2 separate regions of the Mus musculus genome follow, and region 2 is linked to region 1. A link is a contact called in public Hi-C data. All regions are on one chromosome and are shown on one strand. Each heading gives the region's core, a stretch centred on a gene start, on an enhancer-like site or on the middle of the called end of the contact. The rest is flanking DNA. Distances are from core to core; before and after follow the strand shown. Region 1 holds the start of Mbd5 (methyl-CpG binding domain protein 5). Region 2 overlaps Mbd5 (methyl-CpG binding domain protein 5).

The links. Hi-C and Micro-C count contacts between places; a contact is called where the count stands out from the background.
Region 2: a contact with region 1 is called in a Hi-C map of liver, with 2.1 times the contacts expected there. The contact joins the enhancer-like site here to the promoter of Mbd5 in region 1. A contact is called at or near these places in 9 of 39 promoter capture datasets (the 3T3-L1 cell line, 3T3-L1-derived adipocytes, the C10 cell line and 4 more), 3 of 484 Hi-C or Micro-C datasets (cortical neurons, liver and olfactory sensory neurons), 2 of 115 datasets of contacts at active chromatin or transcription factors (the SCID.adh cell line and bone marrow-derived macrophages) and 2 of 9 other capture datasets (adipose tissue and pancreatic islet).

The regions. Positions count from the first base shown.
Region 1 is chr2:48,947,317-48,952,079 of GRCm38.p6, forward strand. Mbd5 (methyl-CpG binding domain protein 5) reads left to right here and starts at 2,192. Exons shown (of 17, transcript NM_029924.2): 1 at 2,192-2,233. It overlaps Orc4 (origin recognition complex, subunit 4), which reads right to left and starts at 1,951. Exons shown (of 14, transcript NM_011958.4): 1 at 1,801-1,951.
Region 2 is chr2:49,093,955-49,099,120 of GRCm38.p6, forward strand. The region is part of intron 3 of Mbd5 (methyl-CpG binding domain protein 5); the gene reads left to right. Among named protein-coding and RNA genes, the nearest start is that of Mbd5, 150 kb to the left of the region's middle. Within about 2 kb of position 2,992, at least 2 of the 459 cell types and tissues checked have an H3K27ac peak or open chromatin away from gene starts, as enhancers often do. A contact at or near this core is called in liver, where this site is marked.

The sequences.
Region 1 (4,763 bases), core at 942-3,441:
TCCAAACAGCCAAGTTTCTGAAAACAGTCAATATCACCAGTACAGAACTTTACTCAACACAGAGCAAATTATAAAACTACCCTCATTAGATTGACAAAATTAAAAGCTAGTTGTTGGTGAGAAGGTACAAGTAAGGCTCGCTCACACCTGAGGCCGGGGGATGAGACAGCATGCCAGTCTAAATGTTTGGTGAAACTGAAGACAGCCACATACAACTCATAAAAATACATAGCTATATTCACATAAAATTATGTAGTATTCAGATCATTATTATGTAGCTATGTAGATCATTTAGTAGTAAAGAAATGAATACAAGTCAAAGTCCATTAAGACTAATGGTGGCTTAGTTATAAAAACAGTGCCTTTACCTTAGAAACTCTTACACCACAACAAAAAAATATATAAATTACAGCAAAATGTATTAACAGGGTCAAATCTCAGCCAGGTAAATAAAGGGTCCGACTTAATAGGGTGTGTGAACTACCTACCTACAAGCAGATAAAAAGAGGCCAATTGAGAATTTGTTTAGAAGCGCTGACATACATTTTTACTAAAAGAAAAGCAGTGAATCACAAGAATCAAGATAATAGTAAGGTGGCACCAGAGGAAGAGAGGCCTGGAAGCAATTAGTGGGCCTGTTCCTGCCAGCTGCTACCCATGTTTTGGTTCTTGATTCATAGTGGTTACAGGTTATGTATGCTACAGTCGTTCTCTACATCTGTGTTTTGTGCAGTTTCCCACACACTTAGGCCATTACACAAAACAGGATTTAAAAGTTTTACCTAGGTCATAATAGTTTTCTATAAGAAGATTGAGACTTGGTTTTCTAATAAAAATTTTAGGGCACTGGAGTTTTGTTTTGAACCCATCTGACATAATTACCTCCCTAGGACGAAGGAAAAAAAAAAAAAAGCACCGTGCAATGGATACATTAAATAGCGTACTGTATAGACTTGCACCAAGAACAATTCGGGAAAATGTGTAACTTTTAACAGACTGAATCCTACTGAGCAGAACTAAAATAGTTAAGACTAAGTAAGAGTAAGTGCGAAGATCTCCGATTTTGAATTTTTTTTAATGTAACTTGGATTATTAAAGACGAGGTAATAGTCCTCCGATGTATCTTGACAAAAACCAGCTAAAAGACTAACGAAGAAAGTTAAAATGAAAAAGAAGCCGTTATTTCACTATAAAAAAAAGAAACACCCAGACAAAAAGCTTTCTCTTTAGCTCCACAAGAAAAGAATATTTCAAGGCTTTTCTTTTTTAGTGACAAAACTCTGTATGAAAGACCAAACAATCCCAAGCATCCTCAAACGGGCAGTCTTTTGTGTTTGCAGCATTAAGGCAGAGAGCATGCAGGGAGCCCTCACTCAGACCTTTCCTGCCCGTTCCTTGCCTACATGCCTACAGCTTCTCCAAAATCCCAAAGAAAACAGAAAAGTCAGGAAGGCAGGATGTGTATGAGCAAGGCTACCGCAGAAGCTGATCAAAAGGCACACATCTGGTTAGGTTTTTCCAAATATGTCGCACGCTCTAAAGCAGGTAGTGCTTCTCTCTCTGCAGAGAACCTGACCTCTCAACACTGCCCAATCATGTTCCTCACCCAAAAGCCTTCTGTAGCCCGTCTCTGCTGAGCTCTGTGCCCGCTTCGTCCACAGCAGCTCCCGGAAGCCGAGAGCCAGGGGCAGGCCTCCTGCTTTAGGCCTACCCGGCCTGCACGAGCCTCCCACTCCCCTCAGATTGTCCACCCGCCCGTAGCCACTGCGGCCCTCACCTTGCCTACGAGACCGGCCTTACCTCTCCCAGTCAAGCCTGCCTAAATCGGGCAAAGCCGGCCGCCGCCGACGGTGAGGACCGAAGGATGTTCACCACCTTCTCAGTCCCGCTGCTCCTACTGCAGCCCACCGCGCACAGCAACTCCCAGCATGCACGGCGACCGGCCGGCTTTGGCGGCCCCGCCCCCGCTCCGCCCCACCACGTGACCTGCTTTCAGGTCGGTCCCCGCCTACTTCCGTCCCTCCGCTCTCCCAGAGGAGGGAGGAGGCAGCTGGGGCTGCTCTAGAGTAGCAACTTCCTCCCTCTTCCCGCCCCCGCCCGGCTACCCCCTGCTTACAATGGCTTCCGGGTCGCCAGCGCCTTGGAGCCTTCTGGGAAAACCATCTCATTTCCTCCCCTCCCCCTCCTCCTTGCCTTCCACCAACCAGCCTCCCGTCAGAACGGGACATGCGCAGTGAGTGCCTCCCGTCTCGTCTCCCCGAGCCCCCCCTCCCCCCCAAGCAGAGAGACCCCAGCAGCAGCAGCAGCTGATGATGAAGAGAGAGGCAGTGGCAGAGGGGGGGCACCTTTTATTTCTATTTTTAAAGGGACAGGACACTAATTTTACCCCACTTCAACCTTGAATTGAGGGGGGTGGGGGGAAGGCGGCCGAGTTCCTCCCCCACCCTCCAGCTCTGAGCCCCGAGTGGGGGAATTGAGCCTGAGAGAGGAGAGGAGTTTCTTCTTCTTAGAAAAACCCCCATCCACGACTCCTACCCGCTCAGCCCTCCACACGCCTGCTTCCAGAGCCCCCTCCACCCTCCTTCTCTGTGGCCGGGAGAGAAGGAGAGAAAGAGACCAAAAGCCTCTTAGCAACACAGACCCTTGGCTGCTGCTGCTGCTACTGCTGCTGCTGCTGCTGCTGTTGCTGTTGCTGCTGCTTGGCCCTGGCTGAAGACATCTCCCTACACCGGGAGCAGCCACTTCCCCAGCTCTCCTCCTCCTCCTTCGCCTCCTCCTCCTCCACTCCCCCCCTTTATTACCCTTTGTGTCATCCTCCACAGCTCCAGGGAAGGCACTCAAAAGTGGGGGGCAGGAAAGGTAAGTGTGTCTGTGGGGGCTCCATTGCCTTCCTCTGGCTCTGACTTTCACTCCGGGGCAGCAGTAGCACCAAACCTCATACGCAGTGGAGCTCCGGGGTGAGGAGGGGGTGGTGCTGGGGGGGGGGGGAGTGAAGGAGGGGCGGGAGTGAGGAGGGGTGTGTGAGGTGGGGTGTCCACCCTGTCAGGGAAGGAAGGACACTTTTATTTTTATTTGCTGTTGTCAAAAGTGCTTTCTCCAGCTAACATCTGATTGTGTCTTGCTTCACTGGGGGAGAATACAAAAACAACCCCCTCCTTCCTCCAATGAGGCGCCAGGGAAAGAGACAGAAAAGAGGCATACTTTCTGGATGTCACTTAAAAAATTACGTTTGGAGAGATTTTTTTTTCCTCTTTCCTCAGGAAAAGCTGCCTGCATTTGTTTCTGAGTGGGAAAATGTCGGGATCTGAATTGTGTTGGAACTGCTTTAACCAGTTGTAGACCTGAGTGTTTCTCTCTCTTTGCTTGTCTGTGGCTTGGATATTGACTTTAGTGTTGAAAGACTTGACTGGTTTTACGTTAGGTGTTTAGCTTCTCCATTTTTCATTTTGTCTGAATGGCATAGCGAATTTCAAATTTTACTTCATAAGGCCTTTGGTTGGATTTTACACTTGTCTCTCTCTCTCTCTCTTTTTTTTTTTTTGTAAAAAATATTTGCTTCATGTTTGACTATATATTTAAAGCTTAAAATGCTTAAAGTTTAAATGCCATTGGTATTCTCTTTTCCCACATACCTTTCTGGTATTCATTTTCCACAACATGGAAATATTAGATATTTCATAACTAACTTTTCCCCCTCTAATCGTTGTAACTTGTCTGAACAAGTAATCCCCATTGAAAACTTTATGTTGTTCTTGCTGCATAGAAGGCCAGATATCCCCATCAATATTTTGCTGGATTGGTATCACTTCAGTTTTAACTGAATTATTTATTTACTGTTGTAAACCGAGAAGAGGTTTTCATCTCAATTTTTGTTGTGAACAAATTGTTCACATATGTAACAAAATTAATTTCCAAAATAAACTTTAATGAGTTAAAAAATCATGAAGTTGTAGTTTGTTATAGTTGGCAACAATCGAAAGGTAAATCTAGATTTAGATTTATAGAGTAGCAGTCTTGATTAAAAATAACTATTCTGTATTCCTATATGATATATTCTTATGGCTTTCATTTTATAGTGCTATATTTTCTTTATATTTATATATTATACCTATATTTCAAAATAGAGCCAAATTTTATTCCAGCAGTACTAAAAATATATTTCTGTTGTAGGCCTCATGGTTACAGCTTACATTAGGAGGTAATATTTTGTTTCATTTATCCATTTCTTTAGCCTTCTTTGAAAATGGATACACACATTCATATTCTATCTGTATGCTTCTCTTTCACTTTATAAAAACCGCATTGGTTTTTTTTATTCCATAATTTATGTCAGCAATAGAAAAACAGTCATTCAATCAGCAAAAAGGATTGAAGAAATAAATCTATAAAGACATTTGGCATGTGATCTTTGACGTAGTAGTACACTGTGATGATCCTTTTTTTTTGTTTCATATTTTTTGCTTGATTGTAAAGCCAAAACATGATATATGCATATTTTAGTAACCTAAAAGTACTTCATATGTAGAACTTGTCTAGTAAAATTTTAATTACCAACCATATATAAAAGTAGACATTTACACAGAGAGTGGGGAATTATAGCAGTAATCAATATGGTCCTAATTCTTTGATTTCTGTTATGAATTTGAACACTTTTTTTCACCTTTCTCTGAAATGTGATTGCTTCACTTAAGCAGAAATCAGTGCTAATCCCAAGTTGTTTCTCCCATAGTAATACTATTACTGGTCCACCTCAGATTTCCTGT
Region 2 (5,166 bases), core at 1,742-4,241, 150 kb after region 1:
AATTATAAAACATCTCTAGCAGATTGGTCACTTATATGTCTTCAAGTCTAATCTATCTCTGCCTGCTTATTTCCTCACCAGCTACCAACCTATATAAGATATTTTCTGCTCAGTTTGACCACTTTTGTCTGTGCTACAACATGAGTAACTGATGTATGTTTTTGTCTAAATTTTTATTGTTTAAATATTGATGCTTTATAATTCAAGTAATCAAATGTAATTTTAAAAATTAATATTATAAGTCTTGGAGAGTAATTGCCTGGTTTACATCCTGGCCTTACAACTTAAACCTGTCAACTTTTGGTGTTATTTTCATCTCTTTTCCTTGCTATCTTAATTTGCAAGATAGAAATGATTCAGAATATATTTGATAAGGATGCTTTGAATAATAACTATATTAAATGTACAAGATTGAGAATGACTGATACCTGATGAATAAAAATGCTCACTGTATAAGTGTCTGATATACAAACCATTTGTTAAAAAAAAGAATGCCTTTTAAGTATATCTTCTGTGTACTGTCTGTTAACGTAAAAAGGTGAATGTTGGGCCTACTATGTGCCAGTTTCAGCTGTCATTTGTTGATTTTTGTAAAATGAAATCTACTGTAGTTCTGATTTGCATTTTCACTGACAGACAAGTATGTTGACCATCCTGTAAGTGTTTCTTCACTACTTGTGTTTCATCTTTTGAGAACTCTGCTTCCTTCTATAACTCATTTTTGCTTGCATTTTTTTCATGTCATTTTTTTACTACTTTATAAATTCTAGATAGTCACGCTCTTATCAGGTATATAATTGGTGAAATTCTATCCCCGATCTGTAATGTGGCACTTTACACAAATGATTGCTGTAAATTGCCTTTAGTGTGCCAGGCTATGTCTTTGTAAATCTAGTCTCTTCGGGCTATTGTCCTGAAGCCTTTTTGCATTTTTGTCAAAGGCCTTTTCTGCAGTTAATGTGATTATCATATGGTTTCACCTTTCAATCTACTTTGTGTGTAGATGACATTTACTGATTTACAAATGTTGAAAACTGTCGACATCACTGGGATGAACCCTACTTGATCATAGTGGATGCTCTTTTTGATGCGTTCTTGGATTTGGTTTGCAAGTATTTTATTAAAAGTTTATCACTTTATCTTAAAAGATTTTTGAGGTGCTCTTTCAGGTTTTATTTTGTGGAATAATTTGTGGAACGTTTGTATCAGTTCTTTGAAGGACTAACTGAATTCTGCACTAAATTCATATATCTCTCTCTCCTCTCCTCTCCTCTCTCTCTCTCTCTCTCTCTCTCTCTCTCTCTCTCTCTCTCACACACACACACACACACACACACACACACACACACACACACACACACACACACACAGAAATCTGACTACCTCTTCCCTCTTCCCTTTTCATCTGTAATTTTGGTGTGTGTGTGTGTGTGTGTGTGTGTGTGTGTGTGTGTGTGTGTGTCTTCTGCCTCATTTTAATTAAGTTGGCTAAGGGGTTGTCAGTGTTGTTGACTTTCTCAGACAACATTCATCTCATTGATTTATTTTCCATTTCATTGATTTCATCCCTGAGTTAGATCATTTCTTTCTGTGTCTTCCTCTTTGGGGCATTGTTTCTTCTCTTTGCTCCTCAGCTTTTAGAAGAAGCAATACAAGGTCTCACAGGTTTTGATATACACACTTAGCTTAGGAACTTGGCTCATAGAAGTGCCTTTATGGTTTCCTGTACATGTGGATATATTGTGTTTTAATATTCATTCCATTCAAGAATATTTGTCATTTGCTTCTGGATTCTATCATGACTCATTTTTAATTTGTGGTAAGTTATTCAGTCTCTATGAGTTTGTATAGTTTCTGCTATTTCTGTTGCTCTTGATATCTAGCTTTAATTGATGGAAGTCAGATAGGCTACAGGGTGTTACTCAGTTTTCTTATATCTGTTGAGACTTGGTTTATATCCTAGTATTTGGGCGATTTAGGAGAAAGCAATGAGCTGATTAGAAGAAAGCAATATTCTTTAGTTTTAAATGGAATGTTTTGTAAATATCTGTTAAACCCATTTGATTTATACAGTTATTTAATTCTGTTCTGCTTGGTTTTTGTCTCAATGATCTCAATGATCCCAATGTCACCATCTATCACTGTGGCTGGGCAAGGAGCAGGGGTTTCGATATGTGGTTTTAGCCTGTAGTATAGTTTCTGTTTTGAACTTGGGTACTTTTATATTTGGTGCATAAATGCTTAGAATTATGAAATTATCAGTGGATTTTTCCTTAAATGAGCATTTGGTGTCCTTGCCTGTCTCTTCTGATTAGTCTTGGCTTGAAATCTTTTTGTCAAGTTATGAGAATAGCTATGTTTGCTTGCTTCTTGGATACATTTGCTTAGAATACATTTTTCCATTCTTTTTCCCCGAAGTGACATCTGTCATTGATGGTGACATTTGTTTTTTGGATGTATAGGACATATCCTCTTTTCTAATCCAGTTTGTTAGTCTGTTTGTTTTTATTGGGGAATTAAGGTCATTGGCATGGATTGTTAATAATGAGTACTGTTTATAGATTCCTATTATCATTTTTAACTCCCCCTTTTCTGTTGACAGTTCTGGGATTATTTATAACTTTTGTCTTCTTTGATATAGTTAACCCTTCAGACTGAAGCTTTCTTTCTAGTGCATTCTGTAGAGCTGATTTAGTGAACTGAAATTCTTTCAAAATTCAAAAAACTGGACCCTGAATTTCTTTTAGACAGGAATAATTCTGGGTCCAGTTTTTTGATGGTGGGTGAGTGGCCCCATGCTTTTTAAAAAGGAGGCATAGTTACTGCATACACAAAAACAAAGAAGTGGGTTTCACTAGTCTCAGTCAGCAGAGTCTCTTTGGGGCACAGTCTTCAGACTATAAACAGGGGAGAAAGCACAAACTGTCCATAATCACACTTGGATTAGAGGAAAGCTTTGTCATCCCAGTGAACTTCACCCAAGGAAGGCTTTGCCAAGTCTCATGGGGCTAAGGTAGTGTAGTACTTGGCATACACATGCCCATGTCAACAAGCATACAGTCACCTGGGTCATTTCTCTCTCCTCCCTCCCTCCTCCCTCCCCCCTACCTCTATCCCTCCTCCCTCTCCCCCTCTCTCTCCACCCACATATGAATGTTCTCTGTTACTTTGTTTAGAAATATGTTGCAGTTACTTTCTGAAAATCTGATTATACTAGAAGGTGATCATAACCCTAAATTAACTAGTTTCCCCAAAATAATGAATATAATGAAAGTATACCATTGGATTGGACATGACAGTACTATCTCTTTTCCCAGGGCTGGAAAGGTTAAGGTGTTGCATTACAAGGCCGCTTGCCCTTGCAGATGAGGGAACACTTCTATCAGGACCAGATTATTCCAACCAAAGAGTTTGTCCATATGGAGTGAATATTTTTAGAAAATACTGGTTAGGGAAGAAAAGGAAAAAATACTGCTTATTTTTACAAACATAATTCATTTGTTATTAGTTCTTTGTGAAGCCTAAAAATTATCAACATGAAAGGAACTTCAGTTCCTCTATATTTTAAATACAGTGCCTATTGAAGCCAGATTATGTATACATGCAGCAAAGGGCTGAAGAAAATGTTGTCAGTGGGCAAGATTCACAGTCACATTTGAATTTTTCTTTCTGTGGGTCATAGACATACCTAGTAGGGTCTTATGCTCTTTGCTACAAAGATGTCATAGTTACATTTGAACCATACTAATTCAAGGTCCATTGATAGAATAATTTAGAATAAACATTCTAATGGTCGTCACTCTATTAAACAGCAGTTTGCATATGCTCAGGTAAAATTATTCTCCTTCACAAAACAGTTCTAAACAGAAATCATCCATGGATTGTATGATTAAAATTTTTGTTAAAAAATTGGAGGCCTTTCTAAAGGAGGCATAATCTACAAATATTTTTATTTATTCAGATGTTTAATTACTATTACACTGAATTGCTGGGATTTTATTTTATTAATTAATTTCTTACTATGATAATGTATGGATTAAATCATTGAAAATGTAAATTAAAATGTTTTTAAAGTTACTTTTAGGATACATATGATTAGTATTTTGAAAATTGCATAGATGCTCTTCTATAGCTATGCAAGACAAGACAGCTATTGCATTACTACAGCTGTGGGAGACAAGAGAACAGGTGCACTACTACAGCTGTGGGAGACAAGAGAACATGTGCACTACTACAGCGGTGGGACACAAGAAAGCATGTATTTTCCTACACATTTCTGAATTTTATAATTAGATGTGTAGAAATATTTTAAGAAAGCATATTTTACAAGAAATTGGAAATATGCTAAAACTACAAATTTATATTTCAAGTTTCAGCCATATTTAATGGAATTTAAGGCATATAGAATACTGCATTTGGAATTAGTCTGTGACTTTTAATATAAACTGTTAGCATCATAAAATTTAAGTCAGAATCGCTCACAAACAACCTCACTTAGTATTTTCAGAAATATCTCAAGTATTTTAATGTATAGACACAAACACAGGAATCAATAGTAATGAATAAAAGCAACAATGGTACTGTATTCAAATTCATTTGTGTGTAACTTGAAACGTAGTATACTCTAAAACCACCTGCTAAAGAAATGGCCCTGTAAAATTAAATTTTCCTCCATGATTGTACTGTCAGGTAATAAGAACAAAGCTTTTTAGGTAAAGGGTATATTCTCTGGATAAATCCATTTGTCAATCACATTCATTATCTTTATAAAAACACTTTTTCTGCCAAGCTTTCCTAAGATGGTATAAAATACTGATTAGGGAATTCGTGTGATAAGAATAGAGTTTTAGTTTTTGCACAAGTCAGAAATTTTGAACTTAGTAATTTTTTTTATCTAGCTCTTAAAACAGGCCAAGTATAATTCAGATTATATTTTGTAAGAACTAGGAATAAGGAACAAATTTCTAACAGAACTAAGTAAATCTGGGAGTTGGAGAAGAGTCCCGGGTAGATGTCCAGTGACAAACAGTTAGCCCTGAAAATTTACGTAGAAATATTACATGGAATCAATAGGTCATATTTAAGATGTGTGTGTGTGTGTACAAACATATATGCATGCAATAACAATTGATGAGAAAAGAGGCCATGAATTTGAAAACAAGCTGA